Regions from separate parts of the Mus musculus genome. Here region 2 is linked to region 1. A link is a contact called in public HiChIP or PLAC-seq data. All regions are on one chromosome and are shown on one strand. Each heading gives the region's core, a stretch centred on a gene start, on an enhancer-like site or on the middle of the called end of the contact. The rest is flanking DNA. Distances are from core to core; before and after follow the strand shown.

Region 1 (7,004 bases), core at 701-3,200:
ATCTCATATCTCCAAAGGGTCCTTGCCCTTAGTTACTCTGCCCTTATTGGTTTGGGCTACTTTTATTGCCTGTCGACTGTCTTTAGTGGGCTTGAGAGTTCTCAGAAACAGGCCATGGAGCCTACTAGTTCTGAGCATACTCCTCTCCATGCCTATTGGAACATAAAAGTCTAGGTCTCTGCATTGTCAGCCACCTAGGACTCTTGGACTACAGGTATGGGAAGCCACAGGGGCTGGGTGGCAGTCACAGTTCTATTTAGTGTGGAATTTACCACTACCATGTCCAGCAATTGAAGTCTTTCCTCTTTCCTACCCTGCAACCATGCCAGGTTGATTTGTGTTTGTGGTTGTTTGAATATGCTTGACCCAGGGAATGACACTATTAGGAGGTATGGCCTTGTTGGAGTAGGTGTGTCATTGTGGGCATGGGCTTTAATACCCTTGTCCTAGCTTCCTGGAAGCCAGTCTTCTAGCAGCCTTCAGACGAAGATGTAGAACTCTCAACTCCTTCCGCTTCATACCTGCCTGGAAGCTTCGCTTCATACCTGCCTGGAAGCTTCCGTTCTCCCACCTTGATGATAATGGACTGAACCTGTAAGCAAGCCACAAGTAAATGCTATCCTTATAAGTGTTGCCTTGGTCATGGTGTCTGTTCACAGCAGTTAAGCCCTAACTAAGACAGTGTCCCTTTTTAAAAATCACATGCTAATGTCACAAACCCCGATACCTCAAGATGTGACCATTTTAGAAGCACAGTCATTAAATCAGTGATCACTCAGTATTACTGATTTTCCTATTAAAGGAGAAAATATGAGCACACACACAAGAAGACATCACATAAAGATGAATTACGACAGTTACCAGGAAAGCAAGCCACATCAGGTAGAGAGAGGCATGGCCTAGATTTCTCTTCATGGATCTTAGAAGGACTCAGCCATGCTGACACCCTGAACTTAGATAACAACTGTCTATTCTTTAAGCTACTCTGGTTTTGGTGATTGTTACAGTCTTCATAGCAAACTAAAACAGACCAGGGTCTCAAACCTGACAAAAAACAAAACAGGTCTTTGGATGAAGTGGTAGAAGAATTTCTTTTTCCATGACGTGTTTGTTTGTTTGTTTGTTTGTTTGTTTTTAGATTTCAGAGTTGTTGGAGATGTTGTGTCTATGAGCCTCCATTATTTATAGTATTTTTTGCAACCTGGAGCTTTACCCAGTCACATATTTCCCTCCACTGGTACCCAGCCTGAGCGTCCAAAAGGTTGTGCCACTTCCTACCCCATAGGGTGCTTCTGAGTGACAAGATTCCAGATAGAGCCAGTGACTCCTGTGCCTCTCTGCCCATTCTCATAAAACCTTAATAGCAATAGGTATGTGTGGCACCTGACATGCCACAGCTACCATGTTACTGGACAGGATGCTATCAACACAGCAGAACAATGTGATGTTCCTAAAGTGTTTGTATAGACAATATCTCTGTGGACAATTTTCCTGTTATAAGCAGGAGGAGCAGGAACCATTCAGCATTTCCAGGTGAGCAGCCATCACCAAGCAGAAGAGACTGTCGATCTGTTCCTAGCCAGCAGAGCCATAAAAGCTTCTGGTAGTGTTAATGGTGTCCCCTCTCATTAGTCACACTCTCTTGAGACAGATTAATTGAATGGAAAGCCTATGGGAACCATTACTTCTAATTTTCAGGTCTTTGAAAGCATATTTTCTGGGACTTCTTTGTGTAGGAAGTTCCACTCAGACTTCCTCTTTTTTTGTTTTTGGTTTTGGTTTTGGTTTTTGGCTGTTTGTTTGTTTGTTTGTTTGTTTATATTTTTAGAGGCAGGTTTTCTCTGTATAGCCCTGGCTGTCTTGGAACTCACTTTGTAGACCAGGATGGCTTCAAACTCAGAAATCGGCCTGCCTCCGCCTCCCAAATGCTGGGATTAAAGGCGTGTGCCACCACCAGCCGGCCAGACTTCCTCTTATAATAGGTCTTACAGCACAGGTCAACAAGTGTGTGTGTGTGTGTGTGTGTGTGTGTGTGTGTGTGTGTGTGTGTGTATGTGTGTGTATGTGTGTGTATGTGTGTGTGTATGTGTGTGTATGTGTGTATGTGTGTGTGTATGTATGTATGTGTGTATGTGTGTGTGTGTGTATGTGTGTGTGTATGTGTGTGTGTATGTGTGTATGTGTGTGTGTGTATGTGTGTGTGTATGTGTATGTGTGTGTGTGTGTATGTGTGTGTATGTGTGTGCGTATGTGTGTGTGTATGTGTGTATGTGTGTGTGTGTGTATGTGTGTGTGTATGTGTATGTGTGTGTGTATGTATGTATGTGTGTGTATGTATGTGTGTGTGTGTGTATGTATGTGTGTGTGTATATATGTGTGTGTATATATGTGTGTGTATGTATGTGTGTGTGTGTATGTATGTATATGTATAGCTCAAGGAATCTGACCAACCCCTTTGCCATTTGCTCTGCACAGTCTCTAGCATCATCAGTAGCAGAACAGAGTTTTGGTTTTGATGTCACTTCAGATTCCTATTTACTAGTCTTGAGAAATCCACACGTTCCTTTTTCCCTGCTGTGATTACTAGCCTGAATTCCCCTTGGGAAAAAGTAGACGTCTCCTTGCTCAAGATGCAAGTGTACTGCCAAGCCTTCTCTGAAGGAATTAGCTCTCCATAGCCACTGGACTTGCATCTGCAAGCTGAATGAAGAAAGCGAAATTGCCTATTGCCTATTGCCAGGGAGTTGATTTGACTTCTAGGAACACAGTAACTCATCAGTCAGTGTGGTTTAGAGCACTCTAGTTTTCTGTCTTTTTGCTGCCTATTTATGGAGATATGATGGTGAAGTATAGCTACCTGCCTCTCCCAAACTGGGAATCCATTATCTTCACTGATATCAGGAAATGTAGCTTTATGGTATTAGACTCAGCTATCAATACTTTTATGGCTTGAATATGAAATGTTTTCCATAGAATCATGTACTGGGGCTTAGCTGTCAGTCAATGGGCTTCCAGTGGTGTAGTTAGATATAAGGTCAGTCTTAGTCCCTTTTAATGGCTCTGATAAGACACTGCAACTAAGGCAACTCAGAAGAAAGCATTTACTGAGGGCTTACAGTTTCAGAAATAACTGAGAGCTTACATCTTGAAGTACATTCACAAGGCAGAGAGGGGGAGGAGAGAGAGAGAGAGAGAGGGAGGGAGAGGGAGAGGGAGAGAGAGAGGGAGAGGGAGAGAGAGAGAGCTACTGGGAATGATGGGGGCTTTTGAAACCTCAAAGCCTTTCCCCCAGCCACATACCTCTTCTTCAATACACCGCTTAATCCTTTCAAGACTTTTCCATCAACTGGGACCAAGCACTCAAATATATAAGCCTATAGGGGTCATTCTCGTTCAAACCACCACAAATGATTTAATGAATCCACCAGCATATTGGTAAGTTGATGATATTTGTGGTAGGTGTTGAAAAAATGGAGATAGAAACTCCTTGGAGGAAGTCAGATCCCTGGGCTGTGCCCTGGTAACCTACATCTTGCCACCCGTTGCTTTCTGCCTGTCCTGTGCATTCTGACTGCCACAAATGAGGCCTTTATTATCATACAACTTTGTCACCTTTTCAACTAGATTCTGTCATGGTTTCAGTATAATTTGCTCTATAGCTGCATGAGATAGAGTCGCTTAAACTTCATAGCATCTGTAATAGCAGAATAATGCCCCAACCCAAAGATGGATGTCCATATTCAAATCCCTAGAGCTCCAGAGTGCCCTAGAAAATGTGGCAAAGGGAGATTACATATACAAACAGAATAAACAAGCCACAGATTCTTAAAATTAAAGACAAACCTCTGGATTACCCAGGGGCCCAATGTCACCACAGAGGCCGTTCCAAGTGGAAGCAGGATGGCCAGGAGAAGTCAAGGAAGCTGCATGAGGGGATGTGGACTTGCTACTCCAGCTGGTTGTGAATATAGACGAGTGACTTTTAGGCTTGGGGCATAACAGCCTCTTAGAGCAGGAAAATCCAAGAATCGGGCTTTCCTCCCAAGTCTCAAGGACAGAGCCTGCCACTGGCAGCACCCTGGTTTTAGCCCAGTAGATCCATAGAAGAATTCTGTCTTATAGAACTAAGGAAAAAGCTGGGTTGCTTTGCCCATTGAATGGGAGGCCACTTGTTACAGCAATGAGAAGTGGACACAGAGCCTCTGATTCGAGATCACTCCCTCTGTCAACCTTACCTGTCACTTTCTGTTTAGATGCTCTCCAGAGTGACTACGAAGCCACCCAACACCATGGTTTCTGTGATTATCATTTTCTGTAACCAGATGAGCACCTTCCTTGGCTACCTTCATGCCTCACTACCTACCACACCTGCCCATCATTCCGTACATAGTACGTGGATTATGACGCCACTCCGCTGGGGGTTATGCTGACCTCACTACTAACAGCCAGGAAATGATCGCTCCCAGCCTTTTTGCAATGCAACTCAAAATGTCATATTCTGAGATGTGTTTTTAAAATCCACCCCTGCTTGCAATCATGCACCAAGTCCCAAAGAAACTTAACACTGAATGATTTATAGATGAGTTTCATAGGCCTTCCATCAGAGGTGGCCTCACTCTCAGGCTCCACCCCAAATAACTCTGCCTCTGAACAAGAGTCTCAGGTAATTAGAGTGAACATTAAATATATAAATAACCCAAGGATACTTTTGATTTTTCTTTAATTGAGAGCACGGAATGCATGAGAAGTGAAGCAGAGAAATATGGGGACAATTCTGGATCATGCATCACTCTGCTGCCCAGGACCTTGTGACACACTGTATAGAGACAGCCAAATGCTCAACAGATGCGCCTACCCATCCATTCTTGGCATCCCTGGATGGAGAATGTTCCAGCCCCTATTTCTCATTGGCCAAGTTGAGACTTAACTAACTCCATGCAGTCCATCCTACACGTCATCCCTCAGCCCTTTTGGCAGCTCTTGGGAAGACAGATTCTAAAATCTATCATCATGCTTCATCTACTTGTATGCTGAGATACAGAGTACACAGCTGGCCAGTATGGTTGTGTATGGCTCACCAAGGTAGGGAAATAGCCCTCTCCCATCCAAATGGCTCATTGTCCCTACGTGGTAGACTTTGCAGGTCCAAATAGTCTAGGTTCAGATGGCTCCCACAAGAACACACTGGACCACCTTAGCCAGGAAAACCTGTCACATCCGGTCTTCATTATACTTTAGCCTGAAACTGTGTCCAGGACCTTTTCCGTGATCTAGAACAATAGTATACCACCCCCACCGCTACCCCTCCCTCTTCTGCTTGCTTGGCTGTTCGAGTCTTCAGACTGAGGGAGACTTCTCACTGAGGGAGGAGGATGCAGAGGGTCATAGCCCATGTCTTACTTTGATTTCTGTTGCTGTGATATATAAAACCGTTACCAAGAACAACTTGGGAGCCGGGCAGTGGTGGCGCAACCTTTAATTCCAGCACTTGGGAGGCAGAGGCAGGCAGATTTTGGAGTTCGAGGCCAGCCTGGTCTACAGAGTGAGTTCCAGGACAGCCAGGGCTACACAGAGAAACCCTGTCTCGAAAAAACAAAAAAAAACAAAAAAGAGCAACTTGGGGAAGAAAGGGATTATTTTACCCTTCGCTACCAGACCACAGTCTATCTCTAAAGGGAGAAAAACAGGAAATCAAACAGGAACCCAGGGTAGGAACTCAACCAAAGACTGCTGTTTTAATGGTTTGCTCTTCATGGTTCCCTCATCCTGCTTTACGATACAACCCAGAACCTACCTGCCCAGAGGTGAGACCACCGCCAGTAAGCTGGGTACTCCACTATCAATCATTAATAAAGAAAATAGTAAATAAATTTGCTTATCGGTCAGTCTGCCTGAGGCATTTACTCAATTGAAGCTCCCCCTTCCCACATGATTCTACTCTTGTCGAGTTGAAGCAAACAAACAAACAAACAAACAACAATAAGCAGCACCACCCAACTGAAGGTAGCTTAGCCCATAGCCCTTCTGCCTCTTAGGGGAAAAGCCCCTGAGAAACGAAAGGGCATGAATGGGGAAATAGAGACTCAGGATCCCTGGTTCTTGAAGAAATGCAATCAGAAACTTTGGGGAATGGTCCTGACCTTGCTAAGCCCAATTTCTTCTTTGTGGTGGGTGCCAAGACTAGATGGATATAAGGTAGTCAGAGGGTCTGGGAGCAAGCAGTGGGAGTCAGCCCCTGACAATGGGAGGATCTCACTCGGTTCTTAACAAGCACTAGGTCCTGCCTGGTAGTTGCCGTGGCCAGAGTTGGAAATGGCACCCTTGCTGCCTTCCCTGCTTTTCTGCCTGCATCCTAAAGAGGCATAGTCACCTCTTGGTGTCTGCAAAAGTTGGCTTCAGGACCATAATACTAAAAGACACAGATGCAAGGACCGTGATATAGCCGTCTCTTGTGAGACTAGGCTGGGGCCTAACAAACACAGAAGTGGATGCTCACAGTCAACTATTGGATGGATCACAGGGCCCCCAATGGAGGAGCTAGAGAAAGTATCCAAGGAGCTAAAGACATCTGCAACCCTGTAGGTGCAACAACATTATGAACTAACCAGTACCCTGGAGCTCTTGACTCTAGCTGCATATGTATCAAAAGATGGCCTAGTCGGACATCACTGGAAAGAGAGGCCCACTGGACAGGCAAACTTTATATGCCCCAGTACAGGGGAACACCAGGGCTAAAAAATGGGAATGGGTGGATAGGGGAGTGGGGGTGGGTGTAGGAGGCTTTTGGGATAGCATTGGAAATGTAATTGAGGAAAATACGTAATAAAAAAAATAAGAGGAAAAAAAAAAAGACACAGATGCTTAAGTAGGCCTAGTGTAAAATGCCATAGCATTTGCATATAATAAACACTCTTACACATATCAAATGATTTCCAGATCCTTTGTAATGCCTGTAAATTCTACAGAAAGGGTTGTTATACATTTCACTTTAGGAATTATAAGAA
Region 2 (6,514 bases), core at 3,255-5,754, 590 kb before region 1:
TAATTCATGTGTGCATTTGGGAAAAATATTTTCTTCCTCTGTTTCCTTTCAAGGATTTGTAAAAGTCTTGTGGAGGTTGCATTGTTAGGACTTATTTAATTGTTTGTTGTTTCTTTTTTTAATGCTAAAAATCTCAGAAAAAAAATGCCTTTTTAACACGCAAGGTTTATTTCACCATGTCAGTGGCATGCATTCTTTTCATGTTCTTTATTCTTTCCTGTTACTGTAGCAAAGAAAATGAAAGCACAAAGGACGAGCTGTCCATCCAGAGGATGAAGGCTTTATTTGAGAGCCAGCGGGCCCTGGATATTGAGCGGAAACTGTTTACAAATGAAAGACACCTGCAGCTCTCAGAAAGTGAAAACATGAAACTGAGAGCGAAGCTAGATGAACTCAAGCTGAAGTATGAACCGGAAGGTGTGTTCTATAGGCTCTTACCTTTCAGATTGGGAGGAACCCTGAGAAACTATAAACCAACTTGTCATTATGTCTCTAGTACAGTGGAGCTGTCAAATGTGTAGGAAAACTAAGAGGTTGGTCACTGCATAAGCATGAATATAATCATGTTTTCTCTTAGGATAGCTGAGTTCAACATACTGAATAGCAAGAACTTGAGCTTTTCTCCTTTAAGATTGTAGCATCTCAGCTGGGCATGATGGTGCACGCCTTTAATCCCAGCACGCGGGAGGCAGAGGCAGGCGGATTTCTGAGTTCGAGGCAGCCTGGTCCTGAGTTCCAGGACAGCCAGGGTGATACAGAGAAACTCTGTCTCGAAAAACCAAAACCAAAAAAAAAAAAAAAAAAAAAAAAAAATTGTAGCATCTCAGGGTGTTCCAACGGGTTTTGAAGTTACTTTGAGGAAGGGTCTCACTGAGTAGTTCAGGCTGGCCTCATATTCATAATCTTCTTTATTCTGCCTCCTGAATGGAATCAAAGATGTGTGTTTCATTTCGTTGAAGCAGCTGATACCGAGAGCTAGACCAGTTACAGAAGAACTAGCAAGACTTCTGTTCTAGGACTTTCTCCTTCCTTCCTCTCTCCCTAACTCCCTCAGCCCATCTTTCTCCCCTTCTGATGAACCTCTGGAGGAGCATTCCAGGACTGATGGAGTACTGTGCATGTTAGGATCCAGGCTCTTTAGATGTTGTCTGTTGCCATTCCATTGACCAGAAACTAGTCATGTGTCCCAGGACTCACCACCAGAAATGCAGAGAAGATGTAGTTTTGACCTCAAGAGCTATCCATATTGAGAGTTCTAATTGTTTTTCTTCTGACACATAGTAATTGGACACAAGGGTGCAATGTGATGTTTCCACTTATGTATTGTATAATGTTCAAATCAAGGTAAATTAATATCCATTCCTGTAGAAACATCTCAGAATTACTCATGATTTTAAGTTGAATATCTTATACTTTATCCTTTTGAAGTTGAGAAAACTCTTTGAAAGTTTTCTTCCTAACTCTGACTTACAAAGTACGTTATTGTTAACTGTGGCTGTCATGGTGTTAGAGCTCCCAGGCATAGGAGATCACATAATAGTTACTTTTTAAGCATGTATTTATTATTGCATGTGAGTGTGTACCTGTATGTATGTGTGCTTACACAGCACAGCATGTGTGTGCTGATCAGACACCAACATTGTAAGGCTGGATCCCTCTTTCTACCTCTGCAGTTCCTAGAGCATGAAGTCGCATTCTCAGGCTCATGAGGCAAGCAACTACCAGTGAGCCATCTCCTAGCCCCTATTTTGCCTTTTTATAAAGTCAGATTGTTTGTGAGGTATTTTGGTTTGGGGTTTTTATAATTTGTAGACACTAATGTTGTATCAGGCGTGTAATTTGCTGATGTTTCCTTCTACCCTGTAGATGCTTTTCATTGCTTCCTTTGCTGTTCCAGGGATCTTAGGGTGATACAGGGCCTCATGTTTATTTTTGCTTTGATTGCTTGTGCTTTCTTCACGAGCTCAGTCATGCAGCCATCACTCTGTTTTCTTAGCGCAGTTAATTGAAGAGCTCCTCCTTTCCCTGTCCCATGTTCTGACGTTGTGAACATATGAGCTGAGTGGTGGGGGTTGGTTACTTCCCAGCTCTTTGTTCAGTCTGTACTCGTGTTCCTTCTATTGCTGCCTTCCTTGGGGTCTGAAAACATTTCATGGGACCTGGGTTTGGGTTTGGTTTTTGTTCGTTTCTGTTCAGAATTGGTTTTTTCCTAATATGTGATCTTCATATGCAGTAGAGAAGATGGGAATTCTACAGCTGTTGGATAGACTGTTTTGTGAGTTTGTATCAGCTCCATTGAAGTGTAGAGTACACTTGAAATGCACCATGTTGCTGATTTTATCTGGATGACTTCCATGGCTGTAAGTGGGGTGTTGCCCTCCACAGTTGTTGCTTGTCCAGCTGTCCCTCTAATACAGATTTGATCACGCCTGCATGGCATGCTTCTGTGTATAGTTATACTACAGACCTGGTCTGGGCCCCTTTATTGTTCCTCCATGTCCCAGCCTTATGGTTTTGATGTGAAGTTTATTTGACTTGACAAATATCTCACTTTCTCTGGTGGAGTACATCTTTATTCATTCATTTTTAGCCTCTGCATATCCTTGTAGATGACCAAGTCTCGTGTTGGCATCGTCATTTGCTCTTGTTTTTGTAATCCCTTCAGCTACTCTCTGTCTTACTAGATTATGTGATCCGTCTGCATCCAGGGCAATTACTGACCACTAAGAACCTGCTGCTGCTGCTGCATTGCGGCTGGTTTTCTAGTGTGCCTTTTCTTCCTTTCTTTTCTCCTACCATCTTCACTGCTGAGTAACGTTTCTTAGTCATTACGTTTGGTTCCCTGCCTTAGATTTTAACTTTTTACTTATAATGACCATGAAGCCCATAAAGAACCTCTTAATATGTAAAACAAGTTATGCTGAACAGAGCTGTGACCGTTTTCACTACAAAGGCAAAACCAAAACAAACTACCCTTCCCTTAGCTTCATTTCTCTTCTTGTTTTTAGTTTTGTTGTCAAATTTTAAATCATTTTATATTTCTTATCCTGTAAGAATTGATTGGAATTGTTCCTTTGTTAGTGTTTTTAAATCTTCCTGCTGAGAGCACAGGGGCTGTGGCTCTCAACTTTGAATATTCAAGGATTTTCTCTGAGTATTTCAGGGGTTAAACCTTCAGATACTTCTTCCACACTCAAAATTTATTTCTATGTATATGAGTGTTTTGTCTGCATGTCTGTCTGTACACCATGTACATGCCTGGTGCCTGCAGAGATCGGAAGATGTCAGATAACCCGGAACCGGAGTTAAGAATAGTTGTGAGCTGCCATATGGTTGCTGGGAACTGAACTCAGGTCCTCTGGAAGAGCAGCTAGTGCCCTTAACCACTGAGCATGTCCCTCCTCCCCAGCTTCGCATGGTTTCATGGTGCACATTTGCATTGTCTCTTATTTTTTGGTTTTGGTTTTGGTTTTTCGAGACAGGGATTCTCTGTGTAGCCCTGGCTGTCCTGGAACTCACTCTGTAGACCAGGCTGTCCTCGAACTCAGAAATCGCCTGCCTCTGCCTCCGGAGTGCTGGGATTAAAGGCGTGCGCCACCACCGCCCGGGGTATCTTCTCTTTCTTTTGAGCATCCTTTAGCTTTTATTAGGGAAGGGTGTCCGGCAGCTTTCCCCTTCAGTATCTGAAGTCCCCTGCAGTGCTGCCATTCTCTCACCTGCCCTGTGCTGCTCTTGAATGTTCTCTTTGACCTTTGAGAATTTGACTCTGTCCAGACTTTTGATCTTCCCATCTTTTTACATTTCTTGGGTTTATAGAGTTTTCTGTTATTCCTTTGGATAAACTTTGCACTTTTTGTCATTCTCTAGTTTTCTTCTGGACACCTTTGGATGGTATCTCCTAAAATGCTGACATTTTCTTTCTTCCTTCTCACTCATTTTCGTTTTCTTCTTTATTTTCAAGCAGCCTATCTTTAAAGCTCACTATTCTTTACTCTGGTTGATCAGTTCTGTGGTTTATGTCATCTACTTCAATTTTCACTGGTTTTTTTCCTTATATTTTTTGTTATCTGGAAGGATAATTGATGGAAATAAAGATTCTTATTCCACCTTTCATCTTGACTTTTTTCTTCCCTCCCTCCCTCCCTCCCTTCCTAACTTTGAGAGGTTCTCAAAGTTATATATGCAGTCTTGGTGAGTGTAGAACTCGTTGTATACTCCATACTTGAATTCGAGAACCTACTGCTGATGCCTGCTAAGTGCTGGAATTAAAGCTGTGCGCCATCATTCCTGACTCAGAGTTCTGTCCATTTTGATGGGGGAAATATCCTACATCTAATTACTCAGGAAATAGCCTGCCTATCCAGTCTTTGCAGCTGATCTATTGCAAACAGTGGGTTGTATGGTATAGAGGTTGAAAGTTAGAAAGTCAGTGTTAAGAAATGTATGAATTCTGTGCTTCTGACCCATCTCCTCCCCAGAAGGCTGGGTTAACTAACATGTTAGGTTTAAGGATTCTTCACCAGGTCCTTTGCCTAACTCGGCAGTCATCTCTGGGAACTCTATTAAGTCTCACCACTAGGGGGAGGTGTTCACAATAGAAAGATTTTTTTTTATAGTTTTTTTTTTTTTTTAAAGGCGTCTTTATCCTTTTTTTTCTCTTTGACTCCAATAGGCTCCCCTGATTAAGAATCACCCATTATGACATTGCCATGTTTCTGCCTTGATGATAATGGACTGAATTTCTGAACATATAACCCACCCCAATTAAATATTATCCTTATGAAAAGAAAAAATTACCCATTATGAATTTCTAAGGTCTGCCAACCTAGCAAAGACTCGAGGTGGTGGGAGTCAGGGTGATTGAGAAGCACAGAGGAAAAGAGAGGTGGGGTCTGGCTGACCTGAGAGCAGCAGCGCGAGCAGGGAGCCTTCCTGTGCAGGACCTCAGGCCGCTGATGTGCTGATGTTGAAAATGAAAGGGCACATTGATGTGTCGGTGGGAGGAAGGCATTAGGGCAAGTCACTGAGTGGCTGTGGGACCCTCATAGGGGATCAGTAGGCCATGAGGATAGGGGCTCTGCAGTAGCTGCTGGGAGGCAGGGTGTGGTTGGGACTGGGGAAACGTGCATCACACAAGTGGCCAGCATCTGAATATATTTTATAGATGAGTCCAGTAGGCATACATTACCAATATTCAGAGTTCCATCCTTCATTTCATCTCTACAAGACAGTACTGAATGAAGCAGGTTTGGTGTTCTTTAATTTAAAGATATCGAAGTGCAGAGAAGTTACTGCCTGAGATCACCTGGCTGCAGTGTGGGACCCGATCCAGAACTCCTGGACTCGGCCACTGCTGCCTTCCCTCCCAGAGGTTTCAGGAAGATGGCCTGCATTCCTGCTGTCACCTGCACATCCTGGTCAGCCTGGGCTTTCTAGATTACAGAATCGACAAGGAAAACATTGCAGATAGTCTTAGAAGACAGAGTTGATGGTGTGTGGGGCCCGAGCTGGAGTTCAGCGAGGGTAAAGCCTGGAGTCCTTTCCTGGACCACAGAAAGAGAACAGTGAAGAGTGCCTGCCAGAGAGACGGGGTGAAAACAGAGGAAGGAAGCAGAAATGAAGATGACCAGGAGAGTGAAGGAGGCTGGAAGGAGAGCCAAGAAAATGGGGACATACCACGTGTGTGGGGTGCTCAACATGCAGTATATACTTACATGAAAATTAAAAGTATATATTTTATCAAAGAGAAAAGTATATCTTCAGAGTACCAAAAAGAGAAATGAGTTTATGTATAACTCACTGAGTTTCCTTGGGTTGTGTCTTTGTTTTATTCAATAAGCATATATTTTAATGACTGTTTTTCAGAGAGAATTGAAGTACCTGTACTCAAAAGGAGGCGCGAGGTGCTGCCATTGAATATAACCACGCCAGAAGAAACAGAAGAAACAGCTGCTGCCAGTGCCACTGAGGATGGAGTTTCTAGACTCCCACCTCACAGGGAGGAGGAATCCTGTCTTAATAGCTTAAAAGATAACACTGTGCAGTGGAAACAGCCAGCCTCTTCATGTGTGCAGCCAGCCAGCCTCTCTCCTCATAAGAACCTGCATCTGGATACACAGCCGAAGAAGGAGAAGAAGTGTGTGAAGCTTGTGGATAGTCCGGCCAACATTGAGGTCTTACATGAACAAAGTGGGAATACCCCCAATTCTCCCAGGTCAGTGTCTTTCTGCCTGGCTGCCAGTAGCCTTCTCCATCATTCCTTTCTCACCGCCTGCATTGTGCCGTGTGGCTCTGTCTATGTTCCCAGCACTGTGTGCACTGGAGCCCTGCAGTCTGGGCACTGTGTGCACTGGAGCTCTGCAGTCTGGGCACTGTGTGCACTGGAGCGCTGCAGTCTGAGCACTGTGTGCACTGGAGCTCTGCAGTCTGAGCACTGTGTGCACTGGAGCCCTGCAGTCTGGGCACTGTGTGCACTGGAGCTCTGCAGTCTGAGCACTGTGTGCACTGGAGCTCT

Evidence for each region. HiChIP or PLAC-seq counts read pairs in DNA pulled down with a chosen protein or histone mark.
Region 2: an H3K4me3 HiChIP or PLAC-seq map of bone marrow-derived macrophages shows a contact between it and region 1, with 10 times the contacts expected there. The contact joins two enhancer-like sites. A contact is called at or near these places in 2 of 39 promoter capture datasets (the C10 cell line and hippocampal neurons), 2 of 15 datasets of contacts at CTCF or cohesin (embryonic stem cells and large pre-B cells), 118 of 484 Hi-C or Micro-C datasets (the AtT-20 cell line, B cells, the BV-2 cell line and 67 more), 5 of 115 datasets of contacts at active chromatin or transcription factors (the 230-238 cell line, PVALB interneurons, astrocytes and 2 more) and 4 of 9 other capture datasets (adipose tissue, embryonic stem cells, liver and 1 more).

What each region holds. Positions count from the first base shown.
Region 1 is chr11:34,215,762-34,222,765 of GRCm38.p6, reverse strand. No RefSeq gene overlaps it. Among named protein-coding and RNA genes, the nearest start is that of Foxi1, 11 kb to the right of the region's middle. Within about 2 kb of position 1,950, at least 17 of the 459 cell types and tissues checked have an H3K27ac peak or open chromatin away from gene starts, as enhancers often do. A contact at or near this core is called in bone marrow-derived macrophages, where this site is marked.
Region 2 is chr11:34,813,026-34,819,539 of GRCm38.p6, reverse strand. It overlaps Spdl1 (spindle apparatus coiled-coil protein 1), which reads left to right. Exons shown (of 12, transcript NM_027411.2): 10 at 230-417; 11 at 5,866-6,214. Among named protein-coding and RNA genes, the nearest start is that of Spdl1, 17 kb to the left of the region's middle. Within about 2 kb of position 4,504, at least 2 of the 459 cell types and tissues checked have an H3K27ac peak or open chromatin away from gene starts, as enhancers often do. A contact at or near this core is called in bone marrow-derived macrophages, where this site is marked.